2 separate regions of the Gossypium hirsutum genome follow, and region 1 is linked to region 2. Evidence: chromatin contacts called from public Hi-C data. All regions are on one chromosome and are shown on one strand. The core of a region is the stretch at or near the end of the contact, and the rest is flanking DNA. Distances in the headings are between cores, read along the strand shown.

Region 1 (5,704 bases), core at 788-3,287, 170 kb after region 2:
CAAGTACCAAATGTTATTTTAACATAATGTATAAATATGTTTTTATGTAAATATAAATTTTAAAAATAATAATTAGGTTTAATACTTAATTTATTAATTATGTTTAATTTTATGTAATTATTAAAAAATGATAAAATAAAAAAATTTAAAAAAAATTATTTAAAATATCAAAATTTTGTATTAATTGAAATCAACTTGTATGCATAAGTACAGACAAGGAGTAGACTTATCTATGGACCGGGTCGAGTCTGAAGGCCTACCAAAAAAATGAGAGGGTTTGAGTAAAAATATAAGACTGAAAAATGGACTTGGGCAAAAAAATAAGACCCATTTAGAAAACGGGTCAGGTCTCGGGTAAGATTTTTTTGACCCGAGCCCGATCCGGCCTGGCCCGAATATGCAAAAAAAGAAAGATGTTTGTTTATTATTTTCTTACTTTTTATTATTATTTTCTTGCTATTTTCTTGTTTTTTTTTCACTATTTGCTACAATTTCATAATTATGTTGTTACTATTTTGTTGTTATTATTTAGATACTGTATAACTCTTATTTTATTGTTGAATTTGTTATTATTTTAGAGATATTTATTTGTTAAATTACACATATCTGAGTGTTGTTTAAGTATACATACTTTTTAAATTTATTTTCAATTTGTGGGGAAATATTTATTTTAATGCTTTTAGTATTTTTGATGTATTATATATATATTTTTAAAAATTAATATAGCTGGGCCGGGCTTGAGTTTTAGCATTTTTATCCGAGTCGAACTTGGGCAATATTTTAGGCCCATTTTTGGGTCAGGCTCAGGCCTAACAAACAAGACTTAATTTTTTGTTGGACTTGGTCCGACCCATGGACACCTCTAACTAGGAGTGATATTAGCTCAATTTGGTCGAGTTTTTTTTTATAGATTTTTTGAACCATTTGTCATAATTCGATTTGGTTCTCATTTTTTTATTTTAATTTTTAATTTTTAATTTTGACTTATTTTAACAAAATAAACTTTTTTTATGATTTTTGAATATTATTATACAAAATTTTAAAATTTTTTTCATAAATATTTCTAAAAACAATAATATTTCAAGAACTTTTAAATTATTTTCACTATTTTAAATATAAAATATTCATTTTTATATAATAAAAAATATACATTAATTATATATTAAATAAAAATAAAATTTAATTCGGGTTCGAATAATTATAATTTTCAAATTTGTATTCTATAAACTAGTCAAATACTTTAATTTGGATGATTTTCAATTTTTCTTGCACAGCGCTACTACTAACTATATTGCATGAAATTGGTAAAAGCCCATCAAATTTTTTGTCTAAATAAAATTTAGATTGCATTTAGCATTTCTTTTCAAATGGGGGTTTTTCAAGCCAAACCAAATTCTTATCCTTTAAATAATGCTGTAAATAATAAGTTTTTATTTAAAAATTATTTTTTCAAACTAAAATAAAAAAAATGAAAATTCTATCTTTTGATTTTTCAAAAGCTAATTTGAGTTTCACATTACATAATTATAGATTATAAATGATAAATGATAAATGATAAATATGGTTTATACATTCAAACTAAAAGTTTTAAATATTTTATATTAATGGTTTAAAAATATGATTTAAATATTAACTTATTTTTACTTTGAAATATAATATCTAAGTAATCCTTTTCACTTTTGAAAGTACTTTTTATAACAATGCAAAATACTTAAAAATCTAAAAAGGGTTGATATAACTTCTAGTCCCACTTTAATATTTGTATTCTTTTATCTACTTTGATATTTAATATTGATAATTAAATTCATTTTAGTCATTAAATTATATTTCATCAAAATTTAATAACGCAACACCTAAAATTTTAATAAAATATATATTTTAAAATTTTAAATAATGACACAATACTATCAAATTTAAAATTAAAATAGACTTAATTACCAAATTTAAACATGAAAATGAAAATATAAATATCAAAATGAATTTAATTTCCATTTTTTTTAATAAAGGGTAAAGATGTTCAAAATTCGAACGCAATGTCCAACTAGGGAGAGCAGTAGAAGATGGTAAATACTGAGAAGAAGCGAGGTCATTTCCGGCAATATTGAGGATCGATAGTCGAACCCGAAAACCCTATTTTCTCTCTCTATTTTTCCAAATCTAAATCTCTTCTTTCTTCCACTTTCAGGGCTAACCTTTTTCCTTTGCAGAATCTCTTTGAACCCTAAACCTAAACCCCAAATTTTCCTCCTCTTTCAATTAACTTCTCAGGTAAGTCTTCCAAATCTACAATCTTTCTTTGAAATTTGATTTTATGAGGACCTTGTTTTCAGTTACTCTTCGATCTCCTACTTTGCTAAAACCCTAATTATTTGTTATTGGGATTTGTAGAAGAATGGGAGAAACGAGGGACAACGATGCTTACGAGGAAGAGCTTCTCGACTACGAGGAAGAAGAAGAGAAAGCACCTGACTCCGTCACTGCTAAAGTCAACGGCGAGGCCGGGAAGAAGTGAGTTTTTACTTTCTCTTTATTACTCCCTGTTCATTTTCTATTTAAATTATATTAGTTCTCATATGAGAACGAACGAACTTTGCTTAGAACAAGTTACGTGTAATGCGGATCGGTCCAGTACCGGGAATGAAAACTAGAGTACAATTCACTTCTAAAAAATTAAATTCGATAGATTCTTTTAGTAGAATGGATTACGATTTATTGGAACTTAAATATATGTAGTTTTTGTGTTTATATAAATACATAATTCTATATAAATAATTTTTTTTTGTGAATTGTTTCTTTTAATCAATAATTTTATAATAAACTATATGCTAATGGGAACATTAGTTTTACTGAATTGGATCGTTAGTGATCTCTGATTGTGAACTTGCATGCTGAATTTGAGAATCGTTAGGGAGAGAGCGATTTCTGGTAACAGAAGGTTAGAACATATACTAGTTGCGTCAATTTTATTTTTCTTTGGTCTCAAATGATTTTATTTTGCTTTCGTAAATGATGGTAATTAATATATTCTCCTTTTCTTCTGTAGGGGCTATGTTGGGATTCACAGTTCAGGATTCAGAGACTTCCTTTTGAAGCCAGAGCTTCTTCGGGCAATTGTTGACTCTGGGTTTGAGCACCCTTCCGAAGGCAAGTTTCTGACTCTTACTCTTTCCTTTCTATATATTTGTTAAAACATATATGTAGTTCCGTTCCTAGAACCAAAATTGCAATTTAAATTACATTGATGGCTTGCTCTTTGGCAGTTTTATTGTTATTTTCTCAAGCTTGTGATTCTACTCAAAATGTCCAATTAGATTTGTAGCCCCTTTTGTGTATGTTTAATGTGAATTTCTTGTTCAGCTTAAAACCTCTATTTTGATGCATTGTTTTTGCAGGTAATATGCAACTATCATAAAGTTAAATTAAAAGGATCACGGAGGTTATATTTTACTTACCCTGGATTCCTTGATGCTCTTTTCTTTGGTTCATCAGTGCAACATGAATGTATTCCCCAAGCTATACTGGGTATGGATGTCATTTGCCAAGCTAAATCAGGGATGGGAAAGACTGCGGTTTTTGTTTTGTCATCATTACAGCGGATTGAGCCAACTCCGGGACAAGTTATTGCTCTCGTTTTATGCCATACAAGAGAGTTAGCTTATCAGGTTAGAACATGTTCTGCATCTTTTTCTTTAAGCTTTCTGGTCATAAAATTTCTTTCTACATTCTTGAGGTTATATGATATATGTCATCTCATTTTAGTTATCCCCGTAACTTGGTAGATTTGTCATGAGTTCGAGAGGTTCAGTACTTACCTGCCTGATATTAAGGTTGCTGTCTTCTATGGTGGTGTCAATGTCAAAGTACACAAAGATCTGCTGAAAAATGAATGCCCCCACATTGTTGTTGGGACACCTGGAAGGATATTGGCTCTGGCTAGAGACAAGGACCTTTCATTGAAGAATGTCAGGCATTTCATTCTTGATGAATGTGACAAGATGCTTGAATCACTTGGTATGGTTTTCTTTACCTGAAGCTAGATAAATGTACAAGTTTTTTAATGCTTCTTTTACTTATGCCATTCCCTCTGGTATTTATTTTATTTATATCCTGCAGACATGAGGAGAGATGTGCAGGAAATTTTCAAGATGACCCCCCATGATAAGCAAGTTATGATGTTTTCTGCTACGCTCAGCAAAGAAATTCGCCCGGTTTGCAAGAAATTTATGCAAGATGTAATATTCCGTGGCCAATACTACTTGAATTTAGAAAGTATCTTTTTAATTCATTCCCAGCTTTCAACAAGAGTTATGTAAAATTTTAATCTTGGTGGGTCCATCACTATATGCTTGCTACTGGTGTTGCTTGGGTGCAGTTTCTTCAACTAATCATTTCTGGGTTATGCAGATTGATTGGGAAAGGTTAGTAGTGAAGTGATAAGTTTGCAGTGTTTAGGCTTTTGAAGTGGTGGATCTTTGTGATCTCTCTTTTTTTTTTTTTTAAATTTAGGCTTGATTTCTTAGTTGTTTTCAATTAAGGCTATGGGTTTGGGCTTAGGCTGGGGGCATTAAGAGGGGTTGGATGTTTCCTTGTTTGGGTGCTGTGTTGTTTTGTAATAGAATCATTGCTTTTGAGGGGAATAGCACGTACTTGCTGTGATTAAGTAATGAATCTGCAAGGAGGCAAGTCAGATGGACCAGAATCTCAAATCAAGCGATGTGCATCCATAATTCATTTCGTACTGGATTCCATTTGCTTGAGGAAGCTCGCTAATATGACTTACTGTCACATTTGTTCCTTTCAGCCAATGGAAATTTATGTGGACGACGAGGCCAAGTTGACCCTTCATGGTCTTGTGCAGGTTTGTTCCATGAGCGTAGTTCTCCCTCTTGAACTTCTTATTTTTAAAGATAATTCAAGACCTAATCACCAAAATGGTTCCAATGGCAGCACTACATCAAATTGAGTGAGCTGGAGAAAAACCGCAAGTTGAATGACCTCCTTGATGCATTGGACTTCAACCAAGTTGTTATCTTTGTCAAAAGTGTGAACCGAGCTGCTGAGTTAAACAAGTTACTTGTAGAGTGTAATTTTCCTTCTATATGCATCCACTCTGGCATGTCCCAGGAGGAAAGGTTTGTACTTATCGTGCTTCATTCGTTCTTTATACATTGTCCCCTTTTTATTTTAAATTAAAAGGGCTTAGGATACTTTTTATTTTCTTATACTATATATGTCTCAAGGACCTTTATATACTTTTAAAGATCTTCTTTCAAAGGTTTTGAGGCATTTCTTTATCATGTTTTCTTAATGCACCAAGTATGGTCGTTCAGTTGCTTATTTTGTGTATTCTGCTACACTGGATGTTGTGGTGGTTTTGTGCACTTGGAACCATGGAGTCTTTAGTATGAACATGATTTGGTTGAGTTTGGTTATGCAGTATGGTTATTTATTTTTTGGGTTATATTTTTTCCTCTCATAGAGAACATATATGAAGAGAAAATAATGCTTTTCTTTACTTGATTTATAGTTTTCAGTTAACTTTGTAACATTATCTTGCTCATGATCCCATATTTTGGTCCCTTGTTTTAGGGTTTGGCTTGTGCGTCTTATGTCTTCTTTCTAGAAACTGTTATTTACTTGCTATATATTTTTAGAAGTTTGGGTTTCTTTTTCTGTTCCAGTAGTATAATGCTCCTTGCTTAAA
Region 2 (5,097 bases), core at 1,962-4,461:
TTTTACAAAACTTATAACTAATATGATTTCCTCATTTTTTTTAGAGTCACAAAGAAGCCGCTCAGTTCAGACATCGTTCTTTCCCTTACTACAACCAGCTTACTGCCATATCGCAAGAGATCGAGCGATTGGGAAAGACGCTCAAACAACTGCTGATGTTCTTAAAGAAATACATGCTGAGGATGTACCTACTACAGATATGAATGAAGAGATAAACACATTCTATGACTGCGAAGCTGACGTCTCTTTAAACGACATGGATGTTTCTGGTACAGAACCGCGAGGAGATAGAGACCAAGGGGGTTCCTCATCTTCAAACAAGAGAAAGAAGAAATTTGATGCTCGTGATAATGTGTATTCTTCATTTGATGAGGCTGTCACTTTGTTGGCCGAAAACATCAAGGCCGTTGGCGATCAAATCAGTAGGAGTATTGCCTCCGAGGTGGTAGTTCAGCAAAAGTCAGAAGAATATCAAAAGATGGAAGAGAAAGCTTCTAATTTATATTCAACCTTATGGGAAATTGAAGGTTTATCCGACGATCAGCGGTATGAAGCTCTGAGTAAAATTCCAGATCATCCAACTCAAATGATCGTTTTCTTTAGTTTACCTTCTGTTGCGCGATTAGAATGGGTCAGAAGATTTCTTTCTCACCATTAAAAATCGATGTTCAAACTTTTTGATGTTGTAAAACTATATAACATATGGATTATGATGTAGAATTTCATTTTCATCTAACCTTTTCTTAATATAAGTTAATTATGTTTATGCAGAATATAATTCTCAAGTTATATTTTGATTTTAGTAAATTCATATAAGAACATTTTATTATTAAGAATTTTATGAAATTATATATCATTATTAAATTATATTTAATATTAATTATTTTAAATTGTATAAATTCATATAAGAAAAATTATTATCAATAATTTTATGAAATTATATATTATTATTAAATTATATATAATAATAATTATTTTAAATTATACAAATTCATATAAGATAATTTATTAGTTATAACTATTTTAAATTTTATTAAATCATATATTTTAATTAAAATATATTTAATATTAATCATTTCAAATTATCTTTTATAGTATCATATATTATGATTTGAGTAAATTCATATAAGAATATTAATTATTAAGAATTTTATTAAATTATATATTTTAATTATAATATATTTAATATATTTAATCATTATTATATTTAAATATGATTAAATTATTTATTATTGATAATAATAATCTTATTAAAATTTAAATAACAATAACAATAATATTTACCAAAATAAATTTATGCTAAGGTATTCTAGTTATTTTAGTTTTTTCCATTATTCTATTACACCTCTATTTCATTCAACCAAACACAAGATTACTATTACGCCTCTATTCCATTACACCTCTAATCTAATAGAGCAAACCAAACGTGGCCTTAGTGTTTCTAAAAAATAATAATTTCCTACTCTATTTAATCTACAATACAAAAGATCAAGAAATACAATAATATGCCCCATATCGCAGGAAAGGTTGAATCCAGAGAACATGCTCTGCATGATTGTCCTGTGACAAAAGAAATGTGGCATCAGTTGAATTGGAATTGGCGAGATTCAGTATTATACATGGAGTTTATGTACTGGGTTACCTGGTTTTTTTAGAACAATTCCACCATTCAATGTTGTCTTTTTGTCTATGCTTTATGGGAAATATGGGCTGAATGAAACAAATTGGTGCATGAGGGGCAAAGGAAAATAGCTTTAGCCATAACAGATTTTATTAGGAATTATGTTTATAAACTAGATGGGTTGAATAATTCCATACATGTTCAAAGAATGGAATTGGAAAAGTGGCAGCTATCGGAGAACCCATTTGTGAAAATAAACTTTGATGCAGCATACAGAAAACATGAAAACAAATCTTGCTCAGGGATTGCAATCAGAGATTCTATGGGGCGGGTATTGAGTTTCACGGTTGAGTTAAATGAAAATGTACCATCGGTGTTCGCGGCGGAGGCTATTGCATGCGTTCAAAGTATTCAACTGGGCCTGGATTTGGGGTTTACGGCGGTCGAAGTTGAAGGAGATGCCCTTTCTATTGTAAAAAAAAAAATACAGAAAGAAAGGTACAAAAGGTCTGAAAAAAGGGAATCGATGCTTGATGAGAAATGGGTTTCTTGAGTATGTTAGAGAATAAGTGGAAAGAGATCATAGGGGGATGGTGTTGTTGGTCTGAGTTTTTGCATAGTTTGGCAAGTTGGGGGACAAGAAGCATCTGGAGAATAGAGATGAAATGGAAGTCGGATGGTTTCTAGTTATTGGAAAAAAAAAAGATAAATTATTGAGGGGTTACTATCCAGTTGTTGGATCTTAGTTGTGCTGCATTAATTGCTTAGGCTAGTTGCTTGGATGCTTCAAGAGCAAGCTCCTTTCTTTGCTGGATTATTGGGCTGATTGGGTTAGCCCAATTTTATTGTTTTGCCTGTTTGTTGCTTGCGCTTTATTGTTGATTAATTGAATAAAATTCCAAATGATAATTTAAAAAAATCAAAAAATGACCAACACTTTATATTTGAGGGGTACACATATATGTATATATAATCAAGGGCTTATATCCAAGTTATCAAAAGAAGAACATGGCGGGGATTAACCCAAGTAATAGAAATCTAAGGAATGTTGTTGGATGGAGAAAATTTGCTGCACTCTTTTTGGCACGAGGTCGAAGAAGACTTCCACCGCCATAGCTTCCTCCTGCTTTCCCTCCTTTCTTCTTTTGCTCAATAATTACTTTCTTTTCTCTTTGAACCATCTTCAAATGAAGTGCTTCATGCCAACCCTTGATTGTTTTTTCATGCCACTCCAAAACATCTGCATGAAAAAAAATTAAATGGGTTTCTTAATTGATGACCAAATATTAAATTTCGTGATCTACTTTTTCCATTTACAAAATTTAAAATTCCTTTCTCAAAGCAAAAGAAAAAAAAAAACTTACCTTTGAGTTGTTTTTCCTTCATCAAGGGCTTGAGATCATTGACAGCAGCCTCTGATGGTGAGATGAAAGCTCTTTCACTTAAGAAACATAAAATTATGAAAATGATCCATTGAAAAACCCTTCTCTTCATTTTCTTTCCACTAGCAATTTTTTCCCCTTGGGCTACTTTTTTTAGCCCTTTGAATTGTTTCTTTAATTAGCTTTGATGCCCGGTATTTATAATAAATCATTAAGGAATAATGCACACGTTATTTTATTTTCAAAAGATATGCTTATAATGTTTGATTAAATCATGGGATAAAGCTACTTTTAAATGCTCATGCATGTGATAGGGTGCTGCTCAAAAGGAATCCCAAGGCAACTAAGGACAAATGAAAAGCCATTGTCGGGGAAATTTTTTATATAACTGGTATCTTTATTTTGAATACTTTATAATAATTAAATCATGTTACTTTTATTTAAAAATTCTAATTCAATGGTTGATATAATTATTATTTTCCTTCAAAATTTACTTATTATTATGTTTATATTATGAATGATAAATTGTTTTTGAAAATAATATGACTGTATAAATATTATTCCGTATTAATAGAGGTGGAGAAGGAGAGGGGTAGTGTTGAAAGAAACTGATTCATTTATTTTAAAATTAATAGTCGGATAGGTAAAGAGATTCAAAATGAATGCTTAATGTATTAAAATTTTGAGTGGAGAGAAATCTCTTTACTAATCGACATTGGAACTATGATGTGTCCAAGGTTCAATATTGAAATAATTTCTGAGGTTTTTCCTGTCTTTGTCCGTGTCAACAAACAATTCGAAATGCCTCCACTCTTTTAGAACAGGTCCAAGTCAAATAGCAATGATTCGAAGCACTTCTTTTTACACTATTTCGAAAATTCAAAGACTCAATCGTATAGATATGTAAAATACATGATTTTCAATCTTAGTAGAAAAGGGAGGGAAACGGATACTCAATTTAAAGTGAGTAAGCAGAATTTCATATTTGATCTCATAAATACATATAAAATTCTGTAGAAAATCTAACCAAATTTAAATTGATAGAGATATAACAAATATATTAATGTTGAATTTTAATTTGAGATATTAATAGTGTGTATAGAATTTTAAAAATTTTAAATAAATAAAATTTAAATGTCAAACTTTAGTTAATACTTTTTCCTCCACTTTATTTAAAGTGTATATTTTAACCGAAGCATATAGAGACGGGGGCGGTTGATTAGCCATGTCCGACAAGGTTAAAGAATATACCTTACCAATTTCGAGGAATGCCTTTGCCAGCCTGGAAAGTAAAAAAGGATATATAAATGAAACCTTATTTTGCATTCCCAAGAACCTAAAAAATGAGAAAAACTCTCGTGGGAATTGTTGGTTCACCCCTTCCTAAATCCTAAGGTGACTGGGATTCAGGTAATTACTATAGTATCACATTTTAAGGTTATCGATATTCTTTTAAATATTTTTTATATATGTAAACATATAAATATATTTAAGCTTAATATCATTTTATCCCTGAATTATAGTGATCCTTATATTAATTTTGATTATTTTATCTCATTTATTTTCATTCCATCAAAATTGTTTCCATTAAAAGAAATCTGATTTGATGGTTTAAGCCTATCAAATTCATATTCGAGGACAACTAATCTAAGTCTTTGACTCAAATGCCCGAATGTAATTTTTATTTTTCTCTTAATATTAAAAGATTTCCCTTGTTTTTTTCTTTATTTGTTTCTCTTTCTTCTTTCCTAGTAAAAGTTCAGCTTTTCCAGCCGAAACTGTAGGTGCACGAACACTATCGCTAGCACTCACCATCGTCGTCGTTCCTCCGACCAGTCCCAGTGAATCATCAGAGACCCAAGGGTTCCAATCCATTATGCCCAACCAATTGGTTTGTATGGCTCTTCATGATTTCATGAAATCGTGTAAACTCGTCTTAAGAAAATGGCTCTTCACCAGTTGTAACTTGTAACTAGTGCTTCTCAAAATCATTGGCTGGTATGTAACCAATGAAAGCCATACAAATGAAATCGCATAATAATTATTTCATATATTCTTTTGATTTTTTTTTTCCAAAGTTCTGATTTTACCCAA

Evidence for each region. A called contact is a pair of places that touch in the nucleus more often than the background predicts.
Region 1: a Hi-C map of leaf shows a contact between it and region 2, with 2.1 times the contacts expected there. The contact joins the promoter of LOC107901605 here to the promoter of LOC107901601 in region 2. A contact is called at or near these places in 2 of 34 Hi-C or Micro-C datasets (hypocotyl and leaf).

What each region holds. Positions count from the first base shown.
Region 1 is chrD06:23,167,128-23,172,831 of Gossypium_hirsutum_v2.1, forward strand. LOC107901605 (DEAD-box ATP-dependent RNA helicase 15) reads left to right here and starts at 2,038. Exons shown (of 12, transcript XM_016827672.2): 1 at 2,038-2,268; 2 at 2,389-2,508; 3 at 3,044-3,144; 4 at 3,490-3,662; 5 at 3,780-4,011; 6 at 4,114-4,232; 7 at 4,802-4,858; 8 at 4,948-5,132. The coding sequence starts at 2,393.
Region 2 is chrD06:23,000,669-23,005,765 of Gossypium_hirsutum_v2.1, forward strand. LOC107901601 reads right to left here and starts at 3,212. Exons shown (of 2, transcript XM_016827666.2): 1 at 2,986-3,212; 2 at 2,565-2,861. The coding sequence starts at 3,115. The coding sequence ends at 2,617. LOC121218317 (a long non-coding RNA gene) reads left to right here and starts at 4,334. Exons shown (of 2, transcript XR_005914548.1): 1 at 4,334-4,413; 2 at 4,756-5,051.